Regions from separate parts of the Anas platyrhynchos genome. Here region 2 is linked to region 1. A link is a contact called in public Hi-C data. All regions are on one chromosome and are shown on one strand. The core of a region is the stretch at or near the end of the contact, and the rest is flanking DNA. Distances in the headings are between cores, read along the strand shown.

The links. Hi-C and Micro-C count contacts between places; a contact is called where the count stands out from the background.
Region 2: a contact with region 1 is called in a Hi-C map of subcutaneous adipose tissue, with 2.0 times the contacts expected there. The contact joins the enhancer-like site here to the promoter of PLEK in region 1. A contact is called at or near these places in 4 of 8 Hi-C or Micro-C datasets (F1 follicle, skeletal muscle and subcutaneous adipose tissue).

The regions. Positions count from the first base shown.
Region 1 is chr3:11,604,874-11,611,902 of IASCAAS_PekinDuck_T2T, reverse strand. PLEK (pleckstrin) reads left to right here and starts at 4,073. Exons shown (of 11, transcript XM_005025164.6): 1 at 4,073-4,257.
Region 2 is chr3:11,644,096-11,651,124 of IASCAAS_PekinDuck_T2T, reverse strand. PPP3R1 (protein phosphatase 3 regulatory subunit B, alpha) reads right to left here. Exons shown (of 7, transcript XM_072035304.1): 4 at 323-499. Among named protein-coding and RNA genes, the nearest start is that of PNO1, 16 kb to the left of the region's middle. Within about 2 kb of position 4,259, at least 6 of the 8 cell types and tissues checked have an H3K27ac peak or open chromatin away from gene starts, as enhancers often do. A contact at or near this core is called in F1 follicle and subcutaneous adipose tissue, where this site is marked.

The DNA of each region.
Region 1 (7,029 bases), core at 2,824-5,323:
GTGTACTAGGTTTAGCTTGGGGTGTGGGGGAAAAGAGAAAAGGACTGCTGTGAGGGAGCAGTAGGAGGAGAGTGTATATAATCCTCTTGGGAGTGAACCCTGTTGTCCCTCTGCTGACCAGGATGGTCTTGATCAACAGTGTGGCAGGTGCAGGTACATCTGGTACAGAATTTGGCCAGCATGTATGGAGGCTTCCTCTTTTACTTTCCACTCAGACACATAAATGGAAATCCACCTTTGCTGAACAACCTGCAGCCCTTCTTGTGTGGGCTGGTAGCTTTTTTTTTTTTTCCTAAGCACTGCGGTTCTCAGTGCAATAAATAGAGCATGTTTTAGATGAATTCTCCAGGGAAGCCATTTTCATTATAAAATGGTTGTCAGCACTCAGAAACCTTTGAATATAGCCTAGAACTGTTTGTTTGTTACAAATCTTGGGAGGTCACAGCCTTTGAAATAGTTGTGTGGAGTAAGCAGTGTTTTAAAAATAAAACCAAAGGCTTCCCTAGATCTGAGCTGTCCTGCTTTCATTGCTTCCCAGTTGCTGGAAAGTCTGAGTGACCCTGTGCGTGGTCTTTTAAAGAGGAAATGCTGCTAGCTGATCAAGGTCCCTGAAAGTGCTAGAAAAAATCAGAGAATGTCTAAATCTAGCAAAGCTTTTGGTATTAAGGTAAAAAAAACCATCCATCATCAAAGCAGTCAGAGCTGAAATCCTGTGAAGTGCTTGGGATCTGTGGGTAAAGAACAGTGTGTCCTAATGTATCCTGTAGCAATATGTTCCTACCTGATGCTGTAGCAATGAAGACTACAGAAAAGCTCTAGACATTCTTAATTGCATAGGCTTTAGTTTACACCTCGTTAACTCTGTTCCGTTTTGTGGGATTACCAAGCACTGGAGCACAAAGTTTCCTGTGGAGCTGGGTATTCCAAACCTTGATCAGGACCACGGTGATTCTTTGCTTACAGCTATTAACAAATGAGGCATTTTAACTTCTGTGAGGTAGGTAAGTGTTGCCCCTATGATTCTGAGACAAGTTATTTAGTATGCATGGTTTTCTGAATGTCGCTTTAGGAACACCTCAACTAATATTTTGTTCATGCCAGCAAGTTTAAATAGAGGATTTTTATCACCAGGTTTGTCACTCATTTGCTGTGTGACCATACACATTAGGTATCTTAGGTGGGCACATAAACTTAATGGGCTCTTCTGCAATGCTAAGGCAATAGCAATACTAGGTGGAAGATTCAGAAATTCTTATACAAATACGTAGTGTATTTGTATATATACCAATATTGACGTAGTATAATTCATAATTACTTATATTTTAATGTCATATACATTATGTACCAACCATGGTATATTCAACATCACCTGATGTGTCTAGCCTAAATACTTTTATGTGGAAAAAACCAAAAGTGATTAAGGTTTCTTCTTGACTTAAAACATTTCCACAATGTATTATTTCACAGTTTTAGGTTAATTTTTGTTCCATCTGCAAAAATCTTCAAAAAAAAAAAAAAAGCAGAATAGCTCACTAATAAAATTTCAGACATTAAAAAGTAGAAAAATCTTAAATTACAATTTTTTTTTTAATCGTAAAGCCTACATCTACCCTTTTTTTTAAGGATACTCAGATAAACTTTTAAAACTACTGTTCAGTGCTTAACTGCAAACAGGATCACTAAAGCTTTGTACCACAAGAGTTCGAAGACACAAAATACCAAAGACATTAGTAAGAAAACCCCCTTTGAGGCTGCTGATCTGTACAATAAGCAGTTTACCTGGCTCTCAGCAAAACTGATAGCTTCTAGCATCAGTGTTCGGGGATGTCTGATCCCTTGCTATGGGTTATCCTCTAGACTTCAATGAATGCTTTGTGAGTTGACAGTAATGCGAGTTTTCTAAGGATAAATGGAGATTGTTTGGCCTAGTTATTGACCTTTTCACTCTGCTCCTTGTAGCTATCACTACTCAATTGATATGAGGATCTCTTCTATAAATATTTAAATATTTGTCACTTACAAGTCTTTGCACAGAAAGAGGCTAAACCGTGCTGCTTGAGAAGGCTGTCTTTGATTCCAGTGGTCCCTGAAGGGACATTCAGATTCCAAGCTGAATTTCTTCACTCAAATACCCACATTGTCTTCAGTAATAAATTTGCATACAAACTGGAGGAAGGAGCTTGACCTATTCTTAGAGCAAGTCAAAATTACTTTGCCTCTTCATGAACAGCTGTACATCTTTGTATTATCTCTTGTGTATCAACAATGTATGCAAGGCAGAGAGGAAAGTCTTTGCCTTGGAGGAATTTACAGCCTAAATACGAAGGCTGAAATGTTACTCAATGCCTTCGTTAAGATCTCATTATTCTTTACTATGAGGTTATAATATGCAGATAGATGCCAGGCTCCTGCTGGGCTTCAGGAAAAGAAGAGTATATGCAAGTTGTCATTGCTGCCCCTCTTACTGAAAGTTTCCCCGATACGATCTATTTGCATGAACTTGCATGTGGCTGCTTCCTAACTCAGTTCTTAAGATATTATCTGTGTTAGCTTACTCTGTGTAGCTGAAGTTTGTCTGAAGTTACTTTGACAGTCATGTTGGGGAGTGAAAGCATATGAAGTTCTTTTGGTGGACTGGGGAGAATGGACAAAAAAATCAGTGAAAGCGAAGAGTGATAATATGTGGCTGGGAGCAGAAGCCTCTTTACTTGCCCACTGTCACCAAAGCCCCACCTCCAACCACAGCTGTGGTTATTAACATCCATTGGGTGGGTAAAGCTGGATTTTATTCTCAGACTTCTGACACCAGTGTTGGATCTGGGTCAGGCTGAGATTCAGAGGGAGTTCAGTGCAAATGGACAGGGAAGAGCTGGCAACAGATGGCATCATAGTGGAAAGAATGAGGCAGCTCATCAGCTGGCAACATTTCTACTGCGTTTTGCCAATCATTTGTTTTTCTTCAGGGAGGAATTCAGGGTTCGGTTAAATTTTGTCATTAGTTTTTATAGTCGCTAGTCCTAGGAAGCCATCTTGTCTGCTCTGAATTTAGTATTCCGTAAGTTTAAAGCAATTTTAGATACCAGAGAATATAACTAATGATCAGATTTTAGGATTGGATTTTCTGAATGAAAAAAAAAAAGTCAGTTATACATAAATGTGGCAAAGCACTTCCCCAAACCCAAGGTAGAGCATTCATCTCTGTGGCAAATAGTTCTGCTGTAATTACTGATTCATAAGCCTTTGAAAAGGAAAGATACTCATGAGTTTAGGAGCTAAGTATTTTAACTAGATCGATTTGTATATCAGCTTACTGCTTTTACAATAATCTGAGAGTTGGGAAACTTTGCTTCTGTTTTGCAAGTAGGGGTGATTAATTTAGTGGTTGCACAGAAGTAAACGGCTCATTCATTTTTGATTCAAATAAGAGTTACGGCTTAAGTTCTGTTAAACAATGAAATAAAGTTTTCTGTAATCATTCCCGTTTTTCATAAGTGAGAAAACACATAAAACCAAGCATTATCTTCCTCTCTGGGGAGTTAGGCAGTTTTCAGAAGAGCTGGGATTCTCTTTCCCCATTTTTTCATGTGCTTTTTGTTAATTCTTGCTGTAGGTTTAAATTATTAATTTACTAATGCCTAATAGTGATCATTAAGCTTTAAAATGTTAATACATTTTCTTTTTACATCTGCTTTGTTTAAAAAAAAAAAAAAGAAAAGAAATATGAATAGCTGCCTGTGAGAAGGACAACTAGTTTCTTGAAGGGAGGATTTATCTAATTATACATAAACATTTATTCCATGCTCATCACCATAGTAACTGAGGCCTCAAGTCAGTGTGCTTTACTGAGCAGGGTTGCAAATACTGTCGTGAGCCAAGGCCTGAACTTCTGTATGAAAGTGCAGTTCCTCAGCTGGTTGAGGCACAGCTAGTTCCTGCTATGCATTCTTGACCTCTTCCTCGTGCCAGTGTTTGTACTCCTGTGGCTGCAAAAGTGGTGGGATCAGGCAGCTAACGGGACTGCAAAATAACCTCTCCAAAAATCAGCGCGTGCCGAACCAGCTTTCTGCTCTGGCTGGCCACACGGTTGCCTGAGCACTTGTGAGGCAGCGGGAAGGGACAAGAGCAAACAATTGTGAGAAGTGTGGGGAGAGACGGTGTCTTTCCCTGACAGCTACGAGTTAAGCTGATTATGAAGCTGCTGCTAGAGCTGCTTGTTTGGGGCCTGATGACGACGTAGCTGAAATCATTGGAAAACAGGTATTGGCTTGGGAGTTCGGTTAGTCGGAGTGAGGAAGTGATCTAACCCCTATTCGTTTTGAAGTGTTTTTGTGACTTCAGCAACACGTTCCTGAGCCAAGCATATCTTCTGCCTATATTGAACCGGTGCCTTGAGAAAGGAAAATGTTAAAGGGATGGAAATTCAACATCTCACATGCTGACTTGTCTTCTGGTAATCTTTGAAAAGTGGCCGCACAATTTTAACAGGATGTTTGCTTCAGGAGGTAGATTCTGTTCTGCTACAATCAACTTCATTTTCTTTTTTATCTTTATATCTGCACCTAAACAATTGTTTTGAGGAAAGCCTCATCTTTTCACTGTAGCTTTCTTGGTAACAGCAACAGAGGTAGTGTCTAGTTATTTCTGTAGCTTATTTGTAAATAAATCTCAGGTGTATTATTTTTTTTTTGCCACTCTGCCTTATAAAACATTGTGGTTGAATATGTTTTAGAACTACACTGTATTGAACAGAACTTTACAGACCAAGCTTTTAAAACATATTTATCCTAGAAACTTGGTGAGGGCTTTTATTTTTTATTTGCTACATTAACCAGGCCTTCATTTGGAGCCTTAGAAATCATGCTGCCATTTTATTTCTCCGCACACTTCAGCTCACTTCACCATCCAAGGTCCTGATCCCGTGGAAAGTTGCACACTCGCTTAACAATGTATGTTTCAAGGGCTACTGCTGATTTATTGCTCTTCGTGCGCTGCTGGCTGATTTGAGGACAGTCAGGTATTAGACTATCTAAGTGACTTGTGCAGTATCTGCAAAAAGATAAATGATTTGCAGGTGTAACACAGCACTACAGTTAATCATGCTAGCAAACCACAGTGTGAAATGTGATCTTGTATAGCCATTTATAGTCTGAGTTTTTAAGAGCTGTAACTCTGCTTTTGGCTTGGTTAACTTCTGTGGCTGTTGTAGATTACATTTGCAATCACGTTGTTGCCAAACTTCCACTCTAACTTAAGGTCATGTTTACTACTGCGCAACTGCATAGTGAAGAGTTGCAGTAAAAGCAAAATAAACTTTAAGACTCTTGACAAAGCAGCTTAGTGTCACTCTATGGGAGCCTGATAGCTAGTGGATGTTGGGCAGAAACTCAACTGACTGTAGACCAAAGCAGAATGTTGTTGGCAGCAGTTAAATTTTACTGCTTCATTATAGCTGATGTGTCCTTGACTGCGGCTCTAATAAAAACATTTTGTGCATGTTTTGAGTACTGTTTAAAAGAGAACACAGATATAAGAAAACAGGAGTCCACAGCTCTCCATATGTGGTGTTAGAACTGTGCAAGGTTTTCATCTCATAGCCAGATTGAGTGATCTGGTAGCCTCCTAGAAGATCTCTGCACTTTAAATTTCTGGCACCACTGATGAAAAGAATGCTGTTGTTGGAACATTTGAGTTCCTGTTACTCTTCCAGGGAATAGATGCAAAGGCTAAATGTCTTTCTCCCAGATGAGGGTTAGGGTATGTTAGCAGTGAGCTGCAGTGGAGCTTACATTATGACTATAATAACTGCTGTGGATTAGACATCCACACCCACACACTCCTTTTTGGTTAAAGTTTTATAGATAAAACTCGAATAGTTACTGGCATTAATTACAGCCAAGATGTATCTAAAAGAGGAAAAAAAAAAAAGGAAACAAACAAAAAAGGCAGAGAAGGAATATCACTGCCACTGACATTTTGAGAAGCCTTTTTTAGCTGACTCTAATGAACGAGGTGTACGCGATGATGGTGTGTATGCCCTTCTAATACACCTGAACGTGTTAGTCAATTTCAGCTGCATTTGATAAACAGTTTTTTGGGAGATAAAATTCTCCAAAATACTAAGTTCTAAACAACTGTGTGAAAACAGGCTGCAGAGCAGAGGAGATGTTTTATTATTATTATTATCCCCAGTTAGGGGAAGAATGATGTAAACCTAGTTTTCATTAGACAGCAAAAAAAATAAAGAGAAGCAAGACCTTAATGTCCCCCTTGTAAGAAAATCTCCAACTGGAGATCTCAACATTGTAATGACGTCAACCAAGTATGGACTATTAGTGTATGGGGAAACCAAACTTCTTTGTTTCCTGTACTGTGGACAGACTTTTTTTTTCCAGTTTTTAGTTCCTGAAAAGTTGAGAGAACTGGTATTTGTGGGGGATTATTGTGCCAGCTTTTTGATGTGTTGCAAATAAACATGTAAAAGCTCACAAAACTATAGTAGATTTGCAGATATAATAGGATTTCTGGCTTGACTCAGTATGGTTTATGTACTGTCAAATCCCAGTGAACCCAACAGAGTCTGAAACCATTTATCACAACTGGACTGAGCCCTTTCTTCCACAGCAAATTACTTTCACTTATCTATTTTTTAGTATTATTTTCCAGTATAGGAAGGTTAGACAAGGTTAAAGCTGTTTTAGTAACTCTGGTCCTCATGTGTATCAGGGAAGGACTAAACTACTAAAAAGGAATCAATTTTGGTTCTTCTGTTTTAATACGTTTCAAATCTCAGGAAAGATTCCCATGTGCTTATTAAATATCTTAAATATCAGCATCTTTGGGGAAATTTTTAATGTTTGTTTCCCTATGCTTATACTTTAATGCAGACACTTTTGCAGGCTCCTGCTCTTATTTAATTGTTGTGTTCAATGTATGGAAAGTAAGAACACTTTTGTCTCCATTGATGCTTCACAGATGCAAATTATTTAGAAATGGCAGCTCATTACAGAGAATGTTGCATATGCTTTCTTT
Region 2 (7,029 bases), core at 3,010-5,509, 39 kb before region 1:
CAGATAGCACCATGACTGAAAGTCTAAATCAGTACACGTAAGAGATGCTTAATGAGTAGTCATAAATCAATAGGATCAGGAAAGCATATTACTAAAGACTTTGCTCTTTTAATCAATTTAGGCTGAACCGTTGCCCTAACACACCAGAGAATTTTTCTGGCTGGCAGTTTTACTGGCACTCAATTTCATTAGAAATTAGTATTTATTTTGATTAAGAAGTTTTCTACACCCATCCTTTCTTAAAAGAAGTAAAATTTAAATTCTGAGTCTCCAGTTAATCTGATAAAAATGCCACCACCTTTCAGAAAGCATTGTATCTTACCTTTGAAGTCCACTTCTCCATTGCCATCTGTGTCAAATATATCTATTACTCGCTGTACTAACGGGTTCTGTTGCAATTCAGGTAAAGACATGAACTCTTCCACACTCAAAGAACCAGAGTTGTCCAAATCAAGCTTCTTAAATCTCTTTCCTAGTCGTTTAATCTCATCAGCATCAACTGAAAGGAAAAAAAAAGAAAACACAACACCTATTCTTAGTATTCTTTGCTTCACAGTAAACCCTTTGCCAGTTAAACCCACTGCACGTTTCTCCCTAGCTTCCTGATCAGTATTTCTCATATGGTATTAGGACCACCAAACACTTGCATGGAAGATTATAAAGATAATGTCAAACTCTGAAAAAAAAAAAAAACACAAGCCTTTTCATTTTATTTTAATTAAAACTTACCTTTTTTCTTCCCTGCACCAGCCATAATACAGTTAGCCTTGTGACTCACTGAACACCACATGCTGACACAACATTTTAAAGGATTGCAGATGCTTAGCTAGTTCTTAGTCAGAGAGCTCTTATAAATACCAGGTATAAAGAAATAAAAAAGAGACCAAATTTCCTTGCAAGCACCTAGCATTAAGTTTACAGTAAACAACATAGTAAGTTATGAAGACAGTTACATTAGTGAATGTATTAGCACACCAAACACGAGACCTCCTGGCACACGTGCCAAGTGAAACAGGTTAGCAGGCTGGCTGCTGCCCAGCTACCACTCACCTACTCACTCATCACCCTGACAGATCTAAGATAATTTGTGTCTGTCCATCTCAAATAGGAAATAGACATGCATGTAGCCATAATATTCGTACCCCTATTTCCTGTCACAGAAGTTAGAACAGGTTCAGGTTCTGCAGTAGTACTGCTTCACCTCTCTTCACGTTTAAAGCAACCCTTAGTTACAGCATATACCTTGTACCCTACTTCGCATCTGATTTCTAGAGTAGACTAAAGCTATAAGCACATAATCACTCCTTAAAAAAAAAAAAACCACACACACACACACCACCTCTCTCTCCCTGTCAGTGCTGGAAAGCTTGAAATTTTTTTCTCCATAACAACCTAGAAATTTCACATCAGCAGCTTGATTTAACACACTGAAGTTAGTTCACAAATTACTCACCATGTTTGGGTATGAAGGAGGAACTGTGGTTCGTAGGAAGTACTAGAAAGTGGCTAGCATACAACCAACCACAGCAAATATATCTTACAGCACCTGAAGGTTTCCAGCTTGCCATACAAGTTTCTTTCCTAACATTAACAACCTCCTCAAAATTTCTTAGCTGTGTTTAATGCATTTCCTCTGATAGCAAAATAAATTGTTTCTCAACTTCTGTGAGGCACAGGCATACCACCTCATCCATTTCACATCACATTAATACCCTCTTCGGCTTTTGCACAAGCACAACATAAAAACAAATAACACTTTCTGATATTTAAGGACTGCCAACATGCAGAGCTTTATGTTTAGAAATTGTAACAGATTCAGAGACCAAAAGATTCCTCTATCAAAGCAGTCACAAACTTTTAATTAAGTTCCTTGACATCAGTGTTCAACCAATGAAGATATATGCATTATTTAGCAACAATATTTAACTTCACTTTAGAATATTTAAAAAGCAAATTCAAAGTATTATCTATTGTGTACATAATACTGTCCTCTTACCAGATCAGTGAAGTGTCTGTCACTTCCAATCTTAATAAAAAGGGTAACACTGACTAAAATTGAACTATTGCTCCCTAAGCAACCTGAAATACTTTATAGTTCTGTAATTTCACAAAATGACAATGGAGAAAAATTAAAGAAGCAGTAATATACCTGATCTTACCTCCCCTGCCACACAAATCAATGAGCTATGAATTGCAAGTTTTGAACCATTAAGTTACATTTAAGAAAACCACATGTATCCAAAAACAACTACAAAAAAAATACCAAACCAGAACACAAACAAATAGATGTCTGAGCCAGGCCTGAAGACCGGCAGCCACAGCATCACTGCCTCAGAATGCTAAAGCAGCATTCAGTAGAGTCCTGTCTCATGACGACTCCAGTCCATTTCCTCGTTTGGAAGCTGAAGTCCATGGTATTTTTCCTCTTAAGTATATAAGAGGAGACCAAAAATGAAACCCAGAGTTCTGTCGACAGCCTGCCCTAAGTTGCGCTGATCACCTCATCCACAAGTCAGTCCAACACAGCTTTACACTCGCTTATTACACAAAAAATGACACTGAAGTACTGGACCAGTTCTGCCATCACACTCACCTGCTCCAAGAGATAGAGCAGAACTTCCACAATAGGTGTTAAGGCAAACTACAAGGGTATTTTATCTCAAGCTAGTCTCTATGTTTTAACAAGACCTACCAATATGAATTCAAAAGCTACATTTTACTAGGACATTCCAAGACTGATCTACAGCACTGCTTGTTAGGATTGTGTGCTGTAACAGTGCTCTAACATCACCTGCTAGGCGTACAAATCCCTGTTAGCCAGTCATAAATGAGACTTCAACTTACACAATCACAATACTTAAGAGGAGATGAAGTACTTTTTTTTTTTTTTTTTTTGAGGATCACAGTCAAGGATTTCAAGATTAAGGACAGTGAAGACAAGCATCAGAAATGTGAAGGCATTAGAGAGGCACCTAAGGAAACTACTCCAGAATGCTTTGTGTGTTTTGCTGAACAGTGGCAAAGCAGCAACCACTCAAATTATGAAATAACAAGTCTCCAGACAGTTCAATTGTAGTACAGAATGCAGATGCTGAGCAGAGATTCTAGGAGAAAGGGGTAATAGAAATTTTTCACTCCTAACTGTGACACATTCAAACAAGCGTTTGCCTGCAGTGCAGAGCTGAGGAAGTGCTACCCTTGGGAGGGGCAGAGCAGGGCGTGCAGGGACAGGGAGGTCAGAAAGCAGGAGTAACGAAACTGCATCTCTGCCAAAGCTGGCAATGCGTAGGTTTTGTCCAAAGCTTTGTTTCTGGCGGCAGATAAACCATGGATGAGCATACTGGGAGAAAAAATTTCACGGTAATCAGAGCAATTATGGGAACAAGCAAATTTCCTTTAACAGTTCGCATGTATAAAAGCTGTTCATCATGAACATATAGATAAAATCAGCATCTGCAGATCAGTTTCTGAATTTTAATTGACTGAGCATGTCCTACCAGAACAATTTTTTCTTGAAGTACACTGCAAGCATCACCTACATTTTTAGAAGGCCTAACTTAAAGAGCTTATACACTTTAAGTCATATTTCAGTACATGCTTCTCTTTATAAAATGGCTTTCAAAAATTCAAGAAATAATAAAACTGATTTTATTTTAATTTTTAAAGCTTTCTTTGAAATTTGAAGAGGTTTTGCCTATCCTTTTTTCCATCAGTTTAGCCATCACCTGTGACAATTCTCTCTGGCTGAGCTGAACCACGTAGAGATTTTGCCTGGCTAGCTTTTAAGGAAAGAAGGCAAACATTTATAGTAAGAGCAAACTCCAATATTATCCTATACATTTTTTGTTCAGACTTACTCTACAAATACACACCTACAACAGTCCTCACCTATGATGGACATGCCCCCTTCTTACAAGGCTGTTCTTTCCTTAGTACTTAGCAGCAGGCTGACTCTCCTAGAATTTCACATAGCTATCACTAAAGACCAGAGCAGTGAATTAAGTTATCAGAGGCTGAACAAAAATACTTCTTTCCTTCTTCTCTAAGGTCTCCTTACAGGCAACCTAATGCTCACACAAACATCCCAAAGCTCTACAGGAATGCAAGGCATAGGATAATCCTGATGAAGGTATTTGAGCCAGAAGGACTGATGGTGGCAGTAGCAGGCAGAATTTTACAAGACTCAAGCTCAGGAGACCAGGATAGAGATGAAAACACTGGGAAATCCAAGGAGGTCCAAGTCCACTGAAGTGTAAACAGGGTGATAACATCACTGAGCAGAATAAGGAGGATCAAGCTTTGTTTACATCATTTGAGGCAGAGCTTGCCTGTGACTCATCACAGTGGTCTGAGCTTCCTTGAGCTCTGGCTGCAGCGAGCGTTCCTCTAACCTCAAACTCAAGTTGGCCTTTTTTGTGCTCTGCTCAGCCACTGATGTAAGGCTCTGTGCTTCCCATGGCTTTTACACAGAAAAATATCCCATCAGCTTATCGCTCACGCCTGGCCTTACAGAAGATACTAACTAGCCAGGAATTATACCTGGTGATTTTCTTAAGAATGCTTTGCTCATAACCCTCTAAAAATATCAAGTTATTCAGTTTTAAGTTTTTTCATAATCCAATTTATTTCATTCACCTTTTTAATTAAAGAAATATCAGTATTTCCAAAAGATTCCTCTTCCAAGCAAGTACTACAATTCCAGAGGCAACAATACCTGCTTCATATTCTGAACTCATCTGCATACACCTAGAAATGCTACGAATCAGGTTAAAACACAAGAACTACATGCTTCCATGAAACAACATGCTAACAGATCTGTGTAACTCCATTTTAGAGTACACCAGTTTTATCTTCTGGCTGAACACTATCTAATATGCTGCCACAGACTATTGAATATACCACTCCTTTCCTCAACACAGAACAGCAGAGAAGATAATCCATAAAGCATTTTAAAAAATAAGTTTATTTCAAGCTGTTATTCACATCACTGATGCTCAAGTAGTACTATAAAAGGCATTCAAGTGGCAATTCAAAAAAGCCTCATTAAAAGCGTATCTGAAGAGCATCGCACTCTACTTCAAATTATTTCAGAAAATCTGTTTTAGTGTTATTTTTTCCAGTCAAAGTCAAGGTGCACCTGCATGGTTAATTTTCTATTAACATGAGAGCCAAAAGTAAAAGAATACCTTAAAATCCACATCTCTTTAAAATCCACTAGATTCAGTGATATTTTAACAGGGTAACTGCTTGTGTCTTCAAAAGTGCTGTGCATTCATTGTTGCAGATACACGATACGTATGTAGGCATCTGCACAGTGCACTAACCTGAGAAAAGCTGTACATCTCAGCAAAGAGGTCCACTTCTGAAATCTAAATGTTTATCTAAATATTTAAAGATGCACATAAAAGATTGGCTTTTCAGATACTCTTAAAATACTAACTTTAACTCATAACAAGAAAAAATGAAGAGAAAATATGGTGACAGAAAGCCTGTATTACACTTCTTAAAATAACAGTAAAAATACTTTTCTAATGCTTTAACATGCTTGTGAAACATTAGAAAAAAGCTTTATAGAAAGAGAACATTACTAAATTTGAAGTGTTTCCAGATAAAAAAATTACACATTTTCCATAAGAATGGACTGCAGAGATCTCAAAATAAAACAGAGGTGAGAGCTGTTGCTGAAGGTCTAGCCACAGCCTTGTCTGGTGCAGGAATATAATGTTTCAGAGCAGCAACCAAGACAGCCATTTCAGTCTTGGAGATCAAATTTCAAAAAGATGACGCCCTTGAGAACACATTCAACCACTTGTCTTGTATATGCTTACACGCAGCTGGTCTAATCCTTTTCATGACTTCAGATGTGTCAATTACAATTTCTAAGTTAGAAAAGAGGTACCAGTCTCCTTAACCTAAAACCAAAACATAAATACAAAACCGTTTTCTTCAGTTTTTTGCTATATTTTTTTCTTGTGGATAATTTGACAATTTGGTTCAAATCAATTTTTTCCATATGAAACAGCAGTAGATTTTCAGTAATTTCTCAAACAGCATGGCCAAGAAAGTAACTTTTTTTTTTTTTTTTTTTTTTTTAAGAAATCCTGCAATGCCAATTTACCTACAGAAAAATAATAGTATTCTGTTAATGGTATACATACCCTGCATAATATCCTGAATTTCCTTTCCATTACTGCAAAGTTCAAAACAAAATTCTTGTAAAATCTGACACCAAGACAGCAGTGACTGCAGGGCCAGGTAGGGGGGTTATGACCCTGCCACCAGGAAAATAGCATAAATTTGTTACTGCTTTCAGTCACCCAGAAGTTTTCCAGTCAAAAATCCTTATCAAATGATCTTTAAGAACACTGTCCAGTCTGTACCTGTGGCCCTCAATCCCTAGATCTTTCACTTCACTCAGGCACGCAGAATCTTGAAGCACAGTGCAACCATTCCGGAGACCAGTCACAAACAAGAGGGACTTCTACAATAACTCCATCTTCCCCACTGTTTGTAGTCGCGTTGCCCAGACAAGCAGTGACACGCTCTCTACCGTGAGAAGGTCCATCAGAGCAGAAAGTTTTAATCATGCAAAACCTCAGATTTACATGATATCCTCAAAATACTGTTTAACCACAGAATATAACACAGAAATCATCTCCTCTGCAACAGAAGTGGGTAAACAAGCTCAGCAATGAACTTTTAGGTTAATAGTAGCCACAAATAAATACAGCTTGTCCCAGAATTAAAAGTTAATAGCAACTTACTGCTTACAACTCACACAGAGATATGGCTAATAAAAATCTTCAAAGGTCGACTTGTCCCTAAGGAAAATCTGACCAGTAGAGCAGTAGCATAAAAGCAGATACAAGATTCAGAAAAAGACTGATAATGTCTTCACTGCCTAGGAAGTTCTACCCACATACACTTACTTAAGATATAGATTGAGAGCATAACACCACTGTGCAGTGCTTTAGTGAAGTGGGTAAGCTGCTCCTGCAAGTCTTTGCTAGCTGATGACAAACTAATTAA